3 separate regions of the Mus musculus genome follow, and regions 1 and 2 are each linked to region 3. A link is a contact called in public HiChIP or PLAC-seq data. All regions are on one chromosome and are shown on one strand. The core of a region is the stretch at or near the end of the contact, and the rest is flanking DNA. Distances in the headings are between cores, read along the strand shown.

Region 1 (2,738 bases), core at 198-2,697, 570 kb before region 3:
CTCACAGTTATCAGCATGCTGTGAATTACCTGTCACTCATTTGAAAGCAGCTCCTGAGCTCTGCTGTGATCTCCCATTTTGACTTCCAGATTATTTACCAAGCTGCTGAATCTGTAAATACACAGAGGCTTGGGTCCTTCGGGGTTTGCTCCGTCTGGACTGATACAGTGGTCAGAGAATTTACCATGCATGCTTTTGGATCTTTTGGAGTTGGCTTGGTTTTGCTTTCTGTCTCAGTGTCCAGCTCCATCAGTGTCTTACATGAGCTACACCCGGTCACGGAGAATTAACTGCTCTGTGTGAATCTCAGAATGAGTATTTTTTAAAAATGAAGGAAAGTATTTCCTTCGGAACCACATCCACTGGGCTGTGTGTGGTGTCTGCTTATATGGAGATCTTGTGGGATGGAGCTCCAGATCCCTAATGCCACAAAATAACCAAATCGACTACATTTTAAGTCAAGTTTTCTTCTTCCAGGGTGCCATGCCCACAGAAATGTTCTGTGGGGTTGTGGTACTGGGTACATGTGAGAGACAATGAGGTCTGGGTCTGCTCGCTTCCAGCTTCTTTTCACTGCCCACTGACTTTAAGCAGTTTGTCTAACTCCCCCTTTTGTGCAGAGCTTGGTGTGGTGTGAAGCTCCGGAAGAGGTTTCTTCTTCCATGGCCAATCCCGTTCTTTCCTTAGAATGGTATTTAGGGTCAGCTGACAGTCCCTATGTGTGTCTCATCTTGTCACTCCCCCGTGAGAGGGCAGCTGCACTTTCCGCTGACCATCTAGCCTATACAATAGAGACAGCCTGATGTAGAAAAACAGACCAAGGGGAAAAAGTCAGAAAAGAAACTGCCTGGCATTTCTTTATAGCTTAACTCATCCGGCGCCCACAATAATGAAATGCGTCTCCTCCTCTCGTGGGCTTCGCAGCTCTGATCCGGAACTCCCAGGTGCCCAAGTGAGGGGAAGAGCTATGAAAATTCAAGCGGAGTGACATTTTCCAAGGAGAATTGGATTAGTAGAGGGGAAAAGGCTGCCAAGATGAAAACCTTTCAGGATGGGGAACGATAAAGTGCAACGGCAACATCATACCTTCAACATGATTCTCTTCACAGTGAAGGGATGTGACCTTTGTGTGAAGGAAACCTGGGCTCCACCACAGACATTTCGCTAATGCTAATGTTCCCTTCCCCAGCTGCAAAATCCATCTGCGCCCTTCAAATACTTCTCTTCTCCTTCCTGCTCTGGTTATTTTTCCGGGCACGCTTCTTAAACTGCCAGAACTTAATATGATTTTACAACCTGCAGCCAAACTTTGGAAGCTTGAAGAATAGCTGACAGGCAGGCGCAAGTGCGAACTGACCTCCTTCACACACACATGGCTGTCAAGATAAGGGAACCCAGGGCTCTGCTGGTGTTGGGGGAAAACGGCTTAGCCTCATCTGAACTCACTTCCTGCTGGAGGGGCCGCTTGGTTGGTTGGGTTCCAGAGATAGCGTCTCACTGCGCTGCTCGGGTTGTCGTGGAACTCAGATTCAAGTTGCCTCGTCCTTCTGAGTGCGGGGCTTACAGGTCTCACTGGTTGGCTAAAACAGTTATATGGGGCATAATCCTGAGGGTGAGTAACTCGGGGTCTACAGAATATGTTCTGTAGGAATCCTCTTGAAACAAAGGAGTTATTCCTGTGTTTTTTTTCAGTCTTTTCCACTCTTTATAATCTATAGGAGTATCATTTTCTCTTCTACAGATGAGAAAGAGGAGTCCAAAACCTTTTATGTATCTGGATCTTGGGGACAGTAATCACAAAAGCAGAATTTGTACTTAGGTTTATTTTCACTGCAGTGGCCAGAATAGCTAGACACCGAGCCTCGGACACACAGTAAGGATTTTATATGCTTAATCCACCTCATGGTTGGTGCTTCCATTGTTGAACCTTTCCTAAAGTTCAAAGCCTGGGGCTGGAGAAGTTTTGTTACTTGCTCATGAATAGCAGTCCTGGGATTTTTTGTTTATCTCTCTGGCCTGAATCCACTAAGTGGCTACCGATGACCTTGAACTTCTGATCCTCCTGTTTGAACCTTCTAAGTGCTAGGATTGCATGCCTGGTTTGTGTGCTGCTGGCAACAGAACCAAGGGCTTGGGGCAGCAAGCATTCTACCAAGTGAGTCAAATCCCCAGTCCAAGTATGGGACTTTGTGATGAAGAAAACATACAAATCTAATAAGAGTTAAATGTCCTTACTGTTACCCATCATCTGAGTGCTGTGAGATCGCATCCCCAGTAACATGTTTGACCTTCAGAGTTGCATAATAAGACTGAAATCATGATGGTGAAGAAGGCAAGGAACAATCCTAAGAATGCTCTGAGCTTGAGCCAATTATTTTGTCAATAGACCATAGGAGGTTGCAGCTCACGATGTTTCCCAGTTATGAAAAGATACACATTCAAGATGAGTGAAGTTTTCAAACTATGGTTGTCACTCCCAACACACCTCCCTGAGCCTCAGGGAGTGAGCACAGGGACTCTTCTGAAAAGACCAATGACAGTTCTGAGGGGAACATACGTATATCACAAGTTTGAATTCAGCACACAGGTGGATATTTGCTGAATACCACACAGCAAGCATGGAGTTCCTCGCCCCAGAGATATCACAGCCACTTATGATCCATAATCTTCTCCCAGCTTTCAGATACAGAAACTGAAGCGCCATGAGATCGGCTCAGTGAAGCAAGAGAGTGGGAGCC
Region 2 (3,078 bases), core at 227-2,726, 740 kb before region 3:
GAGATAATGAGTATTTTGGGATTGGTGGGTGGCTATGCTTAGAGTGGCTTGAACAGCCTCCCTTGGGAGGTAAGGTGTGAGACTGCGTATATTCCAGCTGGAAGGGATGGAAAAGACTCAGAGGGTTTTGTTTGCTGTTACCACACCTGCAGACAACAATTTAGGAGCAGCCTTCCCAGAAGCTCTGTGATGGTTTGTATATGCTCTGCCCAGGGAATGGCAGGATTAGAAGTTTTGGCCCTGTTGGAATAGGTGTGTCACTGTGGACTATAAGACTTTCATTCTAGTTGCCTGGAAGTCAATATTCTGCTAGTAGCCTCTAGATGAAGATGTAAAACTCTCAACTCCTCCTGTACCACACCTGCCTGGATGTTACCATGCTCCTTCCTTGATGATAATTGACTAAACTTCTAAACCTGTATGCCAGCCCCAATTGAATGTACTTTTTTTTTTTTTTGGTTTTTCAATACAGTGTTTCTCTGTGTAGCCCTGGCTATCCTGGAACTCACTCTGTAGACCAGGTTGGCCTCGAACTCAGAAATCCGTCTGCCTCTGTCTCCTAAGTGCTGGGATTAAAGGCCTGCGCCACCACTGCCCGGCTTAAATGTACTTTTTAAGAGTTGCTTTGGTCGTGGTGTCTGTTCACAGCAGTAAAAACCTAACTAACACAAGCTCCAATCAGCCTTTCAGATGGTTGCATATGTGTGAAGTCACAAGAGTCATAGCCAAACCCTTAAAGCAAAAGATATAGAGGTAGTAATACCCAGTTCTTGAATAACAAATCTCAACTACAGGAATTTTCAGTTCAAGGGATGGAGCTTGTGGCAGAAGCCCACTCTATTGATTCCAGAGTTCTTGGCTTCCTCCATATCATCCTAACATCAGAGGATGATGAGCCCTAGGCTGGATGTATACTACAGCTCTTTACTTTTATCCCCCTATCAAAATGCTGCCTTTGTACTATGTAGAAAGGGCCCTGAAATGCTGCATTTATTTTGAATTGGAATCATATCTATGAGGAAAAAATTTAGCTTTGGTAGTGGGGGTTCTCTGCCCCTTTTCTGGCACTGTGGCTGGATGTTGAAGACAGTCCCTGCTGGTGTTTCTTTCTGATCTTGCAAGAAGGGTCCTTCTAGGAGATGATATCATGGCTGGACAAAGGAATGGGGTTTTGGAAACCAGAGTAATAGTTCCCAGCAATCCAGGACATCTGAGGGGTCCAGCCCAGGGACCAGCATCTCATGGGAAATGGTGTCAAATGGCCTGAGTATTGTGTCTTAGAAACATCCCAAATCTTACAACATCAAGAAGAGAGGGTTGAACTGTGTTGTAAGCCACTTTGTTCTAAAACTTTCCCTCTTTGTATTTTCCTAACTTCTGTGAAAATAAAATAACTTTGACATGACAGTCAGTTGTGAAAATATAAGTCAATGAAATGGAATTTGTAAACGTTGAGTGAAGCAAATGTTTGGATTATCTTGTTTCAATTAAGATGCCATGCCTTAGCCTTCCAAGAAGGGGCCTTTGTTCTCCTCTGTGTTTGAATATATTATGCCCTCAGATTAGTTTTTAAAGAGGCAGAAAGTGGAAGGGATAGAGGAAGGGAGAAAACAAAGGCAGTGTGCACAAGAAGATCAATTCAGGGCAGTCAGTACAGGTTTGGAGTCAGAGGGGCAGGGATTTAAACTATGGTGCTGAATGTGCTAGCTGAGTGCTGTTGGTGCTTTCTTTCTTCCTTTGTTCCTTTCTCCTTTCTTTTCTTTTCTTTTCTTTTCTTTTCTTTTCTTTTCTTTTCTTTTCTTTTCTTTTCTTTTCTTTTCTTTTCCTTTCCTTTCCTTTCCTTTCCTTTCCTTTCCTTTCCTTTCCTTTCCTTTCCTTTCCTTTCCTTTCCTTTCCTTTCCTTTCCTTTCCCTTCCTTTCCTTCCTTCCTCCCTCCCTCCCTCCTTTCTCTCTCTCTCTCTCTCTCTCTCTCTCTCTCTCTCTCTCTCTCTCTCTTTCATTCAACTTCTTTGAAACTGTTTCCTTCTCACGTGAATTGATATATCCAGGCTTGTTATTTGGGGAGGGAGGGTTAAAGACCATAATGTAGATTTTGCCTGTTGCAGAAAGTTCCTCAGTAAATATTTACTAAATAAATTAAAGAATACTCTTTTCCCCCTACTCATTTATGTATTTATTCACTTTATATCCCAGTTTTGGCCTCCCTCCCCTTCCAGTCCCATGCTCACAAATTTCCTTCCCAATTACTCCCTTTCCCTTCTCAGAAAAAGGGAAGCCCCCTTGGGTATCCACCTGCTCTGGTATATCAAGTTGCAGCAGGACTATGTGCATCCTCTCCCACTAGTCAGTCCAGCTAGGGGAAGGGAATCTAATGGCAGGGAACAGAGTCAGAGACAATCCCTGCTCTAATTGCTAGGGAATCCATTATGAAGACCAAGATGCACATCTGCTACAAATGTGAGGGTGGTGGCTAGGTCCAGCCACATATGCTCTTTGCTTGGTGATTCAGTTTCTGTGAAGCCCCATAGGCCCAGGTTATTTGACTTTGTAGGTCTTCCTGTGGTGTCCTTGACTCCTCTGGCTCACTCAATCCTATCTCCCATTCCTCCACACTCCCTGAGCTCCACCTGATAGAGTCTCTGCATCTGTTTGCATCCACAGCTGGATGAAGCCTCTGGGGAGACAGTTATGCTAGACTCCTATCTGTAAGCATAGCAAAGTATCATTAATATTATCAGGGGTTAACTCTCTTCCATGGGATGGATCTCAAGTTGGGCCAGTCACTGGTTGGCTGTTCCCTCAATCTCTGCTCCATTTTTATCCTTACGCATCTTGCAGGCCGGGCACATTTTGAGTTGAAGGTTTTGTGGGTGGGTTGATGTTCACCTCCTTCAACTGAAAGTCCCACCTGGTTATAGGAGGTGGCCACGTTAGTCTCCATAGTCCCCCGAGTGTAGGTGTCTCAGCTATGGTCACAACCCATAGACTCCCAGGAGTCTTCCCTGTCCCAGGTCTCCAAAAAGGATATTCTTAAAAGTAGCAGTATTTCTCACTTGTGTGTGGACTATTTCCCAGTGT
Region 3 (2,851 bases), core at 216-2,715:
AGGATATAACTCTATGTGATGTAAAGTCACTTCATGTTTGTATCATGTTGTATATCTTGCATCTAATATATAGTGATACCATGTGAACCTTCTCTACTCACAATGCTTTCAAGAATTATTAAAACTACCAGAACATTAGTTTGATAACAATTTTTAGCTTTAGTTTTTTCTTCTGTTTTTGAGCTTCTTCCCTGTTTCATATTGGACATGTGAAGAGAGCAAATAATACAAGAGATCTCAGTTTTGAGACCTATATATGCTATATAATGAGTTGATGTATTAGTTATCTTTATGTGTCACCGTGATAGAATATCCAAGAGACACAACTTACAATGAGGAATTATTTACTTGGCTTACAATTTCAAAGATTCCAATTCATAGTTGCTTGGCTGTGTTGCTATTGGTCTAGGGTACCATGGTGCATGACAACTGTGAGAGATGGCAGCAGAAATCTGCTATGCTTTATATAATCTGAAAGGGAATGGTTAGAGGAAGAGTCCAGGCCTCTAATATCTATATCCTTCAAGGCATTCCTCTGTGACTTAACTACCTCCATAAAGATTTTACCTCTGAATGTGTTACCACCTCCAATAGGTCCATGGGGATCAAGGTTTTCACACATCAGCCTTTGGAGGATATTTCACATCCAAAATTATATTAATCAGGAGGTAGAGATGCAAAGATCAGAGAATTGGGGAATGGAAAGGCACAGAATGAGACCAGTGACACAGAACCACGTGTTTCTCATTTGAACAAGGCATGGCACAATCCCTGGTGTTGAGAATGAGATATGAACCCATCCCCTTCTCCTTCCCACTCTCTGTCCTCATATTAAGCATGTGCTAGACTGTTTTCATTTGACAATATGAGAACTTGGCCTCTTGGGCAACAATGTGGGAGGATCCATTTGCCTTGATGAACACTGCATTAGAAGATAGAAATGGTCAGAAAACACTACATTTTTTGAACAAATTCACGAATGTTTAGAGGTGGAGGTGGAGGTATTTCCATATACTCCCATGGACTAAAATGAATACAAATTACCAATGGACATTCTAATGGGAAACCAGACTGATAAGGAGTATGACTCTCAGCTAGCTGTGAGATTTAAATGCATATTGGGACTTGTAAACAGGCTAGATCTTTTGTGTTTAAATAGCAAGAAGTAGGTCAGTCTTGGTCATTAGATATTCTTATAATATAATATGGTTAGTAATAAGGACCATGTGAATCTACATTAGACCCAGAAAACAGATCTCTGATCCCCAATTGCAATAGTTACTCACTTGGGATGCAGACTTAGAAACAACCGGAAATTCTATTAAAAGAGGCATTTAAAAAGGGGACCATTCCCCAAGAGCACATTTTCTAATCATCTTGGCTGTCCCTTTTAGGCTCAGTAAAACAAACTCATGCAGTGTAAGTATGTTCAGCAATTGGGCCTGTTCCCAGGTTGTGAGACATTCAGCAAAAATCCAGAGTTATTATTAGATCTGCACGCAGGCTTTTGTCAAAAGGCCTCTTGAACTGTTAGGAAATCAGAGTGCAAATTGATAATGACACACTACACATCTCTGGCCTGGCAGCTCCCTCAAGGCTGCTGAGATACCCCAGGACCAGCTTCCATGGTTTCATGCCAGCAGCCTGCTGCTCAACACTTGTCCCTTCCCTAAGCCAGTGTGACAACTGCATTCTTCTCTTGCCTAGAAGAGGCAAAAGGAGATGGATTAAGGAGGATGTTTGAACTGAGACTATTAATTTCCTTTTAGTGTGCATTCAAGTCAGAGCCCTTTATAAGAGAACCTTTTGTGGTTTCATAAAATTACAACGTTGGCTATTCGGCTGCCTTTCCCAAAGCACAAATTTGGATTCTAAAGAAAACGTACATACTTTGTATGAAGAAAAGAGGGGGGGGGGGAGTGAGTATGCAGTTATCTTAAATATATTCATTTATGTAATCATTCTGTTACCACAGAAACAATTACAATATTAGCTTTTTATTAATAAAGGAGATCATAAAAACACAGTGTTCATAAAACTTATAAGGCTTCTTTGATAGTTTTATGAAAAATAATAGTAAAAAATAACTTTCCCTTATAATGTATAAGTGATTAAAATGCTTTTATAAGCTTTCAGTTTAAAACATAACATTGTCCTTTTGCTACTATAGTTACAGTACGTTTTCATGGGTCAGGGTTGGCCAAGAGATCCAGGAATGTGTGTGATGTCTCCCAGAGAAAGTGGGAAAAGATTCCTAAATGCCTTATCTTAACATACCAGATTCCAACAGCACCCTTCAAGGGAGCTTGGAAGCCATGTTAATGGAAGACTGCTCACAAATGGCAAAGCTATTTTAGACTCAGAGAGCCCACAAAAGCTCTGCTACTTAACACATAGTAGGAAATTCATTTTCTGAAGGAATTCTTAGACATGTCACCTGAGAGAAAGAGAACATTTCACTTAGTCTAATGAAGACAGAAAATCAAACTCAATCTCAGAGCCATTGCATATGGGCAGCTTGGTCAATCTCAGTGCCATTGCGTATGAGCAGCTTGGGTTTTAGACCATCCCATGTTCAGGAATAGACTGCCAACCTGGGACGCAGCAATCATAGGAACACTTATGTTATCTACCACCCTGCCTCTTAGCTTTATGTGCTGTGTGTTATTAACCCACCTTCTTGCCTTCTAATTTGTTTTCTCTCTTAGGTCAATGGTTGTCCAGCACTACAATGCAGCTTTCAAAGCCTGTGCACTGGCAACTCTTACCTAGATTGACTACTTCATTCATGACAATGTATGTGGCTAAGCTGAATGTTTTAAACGAGTTTGGCCATGATACAAATGAAGCT

What was found. HiChIP or PLAC-seq counts read pairs in DNA pulled down with a chosen protein or histone mark.
Region 1: a contact with region 3 is called in an H3K27ac HiChIP or PLAC-seq map of heart atrium, with 7 times the contacts expected there. The contact joins two enhancer-like sites. A contact is called at or near these places in 6 of 39 promoter capture datasets (the 3T3-L1 cell line, the C10 cell line, cranial neural crest and 2 more), 1 of 15 datasets of contacts at CTCF or cohesin (pro-B cells), 5 of 484 Hi-C or Micro-C datasets (the HL-1 cell line, Sertoli cells, cardiomyocytes and 2 more) and 2 of 115 datasets of contacts at active chromatin or transcription factors (cardiomyocytes and heart atrium).
Region 2: an SMC1A HiChIP or PLAC-seq map of the NIH/3T3 cell line shows a contact between it and region 3, with 6 times the contacts expected there. The contact joins two enhancer-like sites. A contact is called at or near these places in 1 of 15 datasets of contacts at CTCF or cohesin (the NIH/3T3 cell line) and 1 of 115 datasets of contacts at active chromatin or transcription factors (vascular smooth muscle cells).

The regions. Positions count from the first base shown.
Region 1 is chr12:16,184,275-16,187,012 of GRCm38.p6, reverse strand. No RefSeq gene overlaps it. Among named protein-coding and RNA genes, the nearest start is that of Gm48606, 47 kb to the left of the region's middle. Within about 2 kb of position 1,447, at least 69 of the 459 cell types and tissues checked have an H3K27ac peak or open chromatin away from gene starts, as enhancers often do. A contact at or near this core is called in heart atrium, where this site is marked.
Region 2 is chr12:16,357,404-16,360,481 of GRCm38.p6, reverse strand. No RefSeq gene overlaps it. Among named protein-coding and RNA genes, the nearest start is that of Gm36372, 130 kb to the right of the region's middle. Within about 2 kb of position 1,476, at least 21 of the 459 cell types and tissues checked have an H3K27ac peak or open chromatin away from gene starts, as enhancers often do. A contact at or near this core is called in the NIH/3T3 cell line, where this site is marked.
Region 3 is chr12:15,616,220-15,619,070 of GRCm38.p6, reverse strand. All of the region lies in intron 1 of Gm40287 (a long non-coding RNA gene), which reads right to left. Among named protein-coding and RNA genes, the nearest start is that of Gm40287, 11 kb to the right of the region's middle. Within about 2 kb of position 1,465, at least 58 of the 459 cell types and tissues checked have an H3K27ac peak or open chromatin away from gene starts, as enhancers often do. A contact at or near this core is called in the NIH/3T3 cell line and heart atrium, where this site is marked.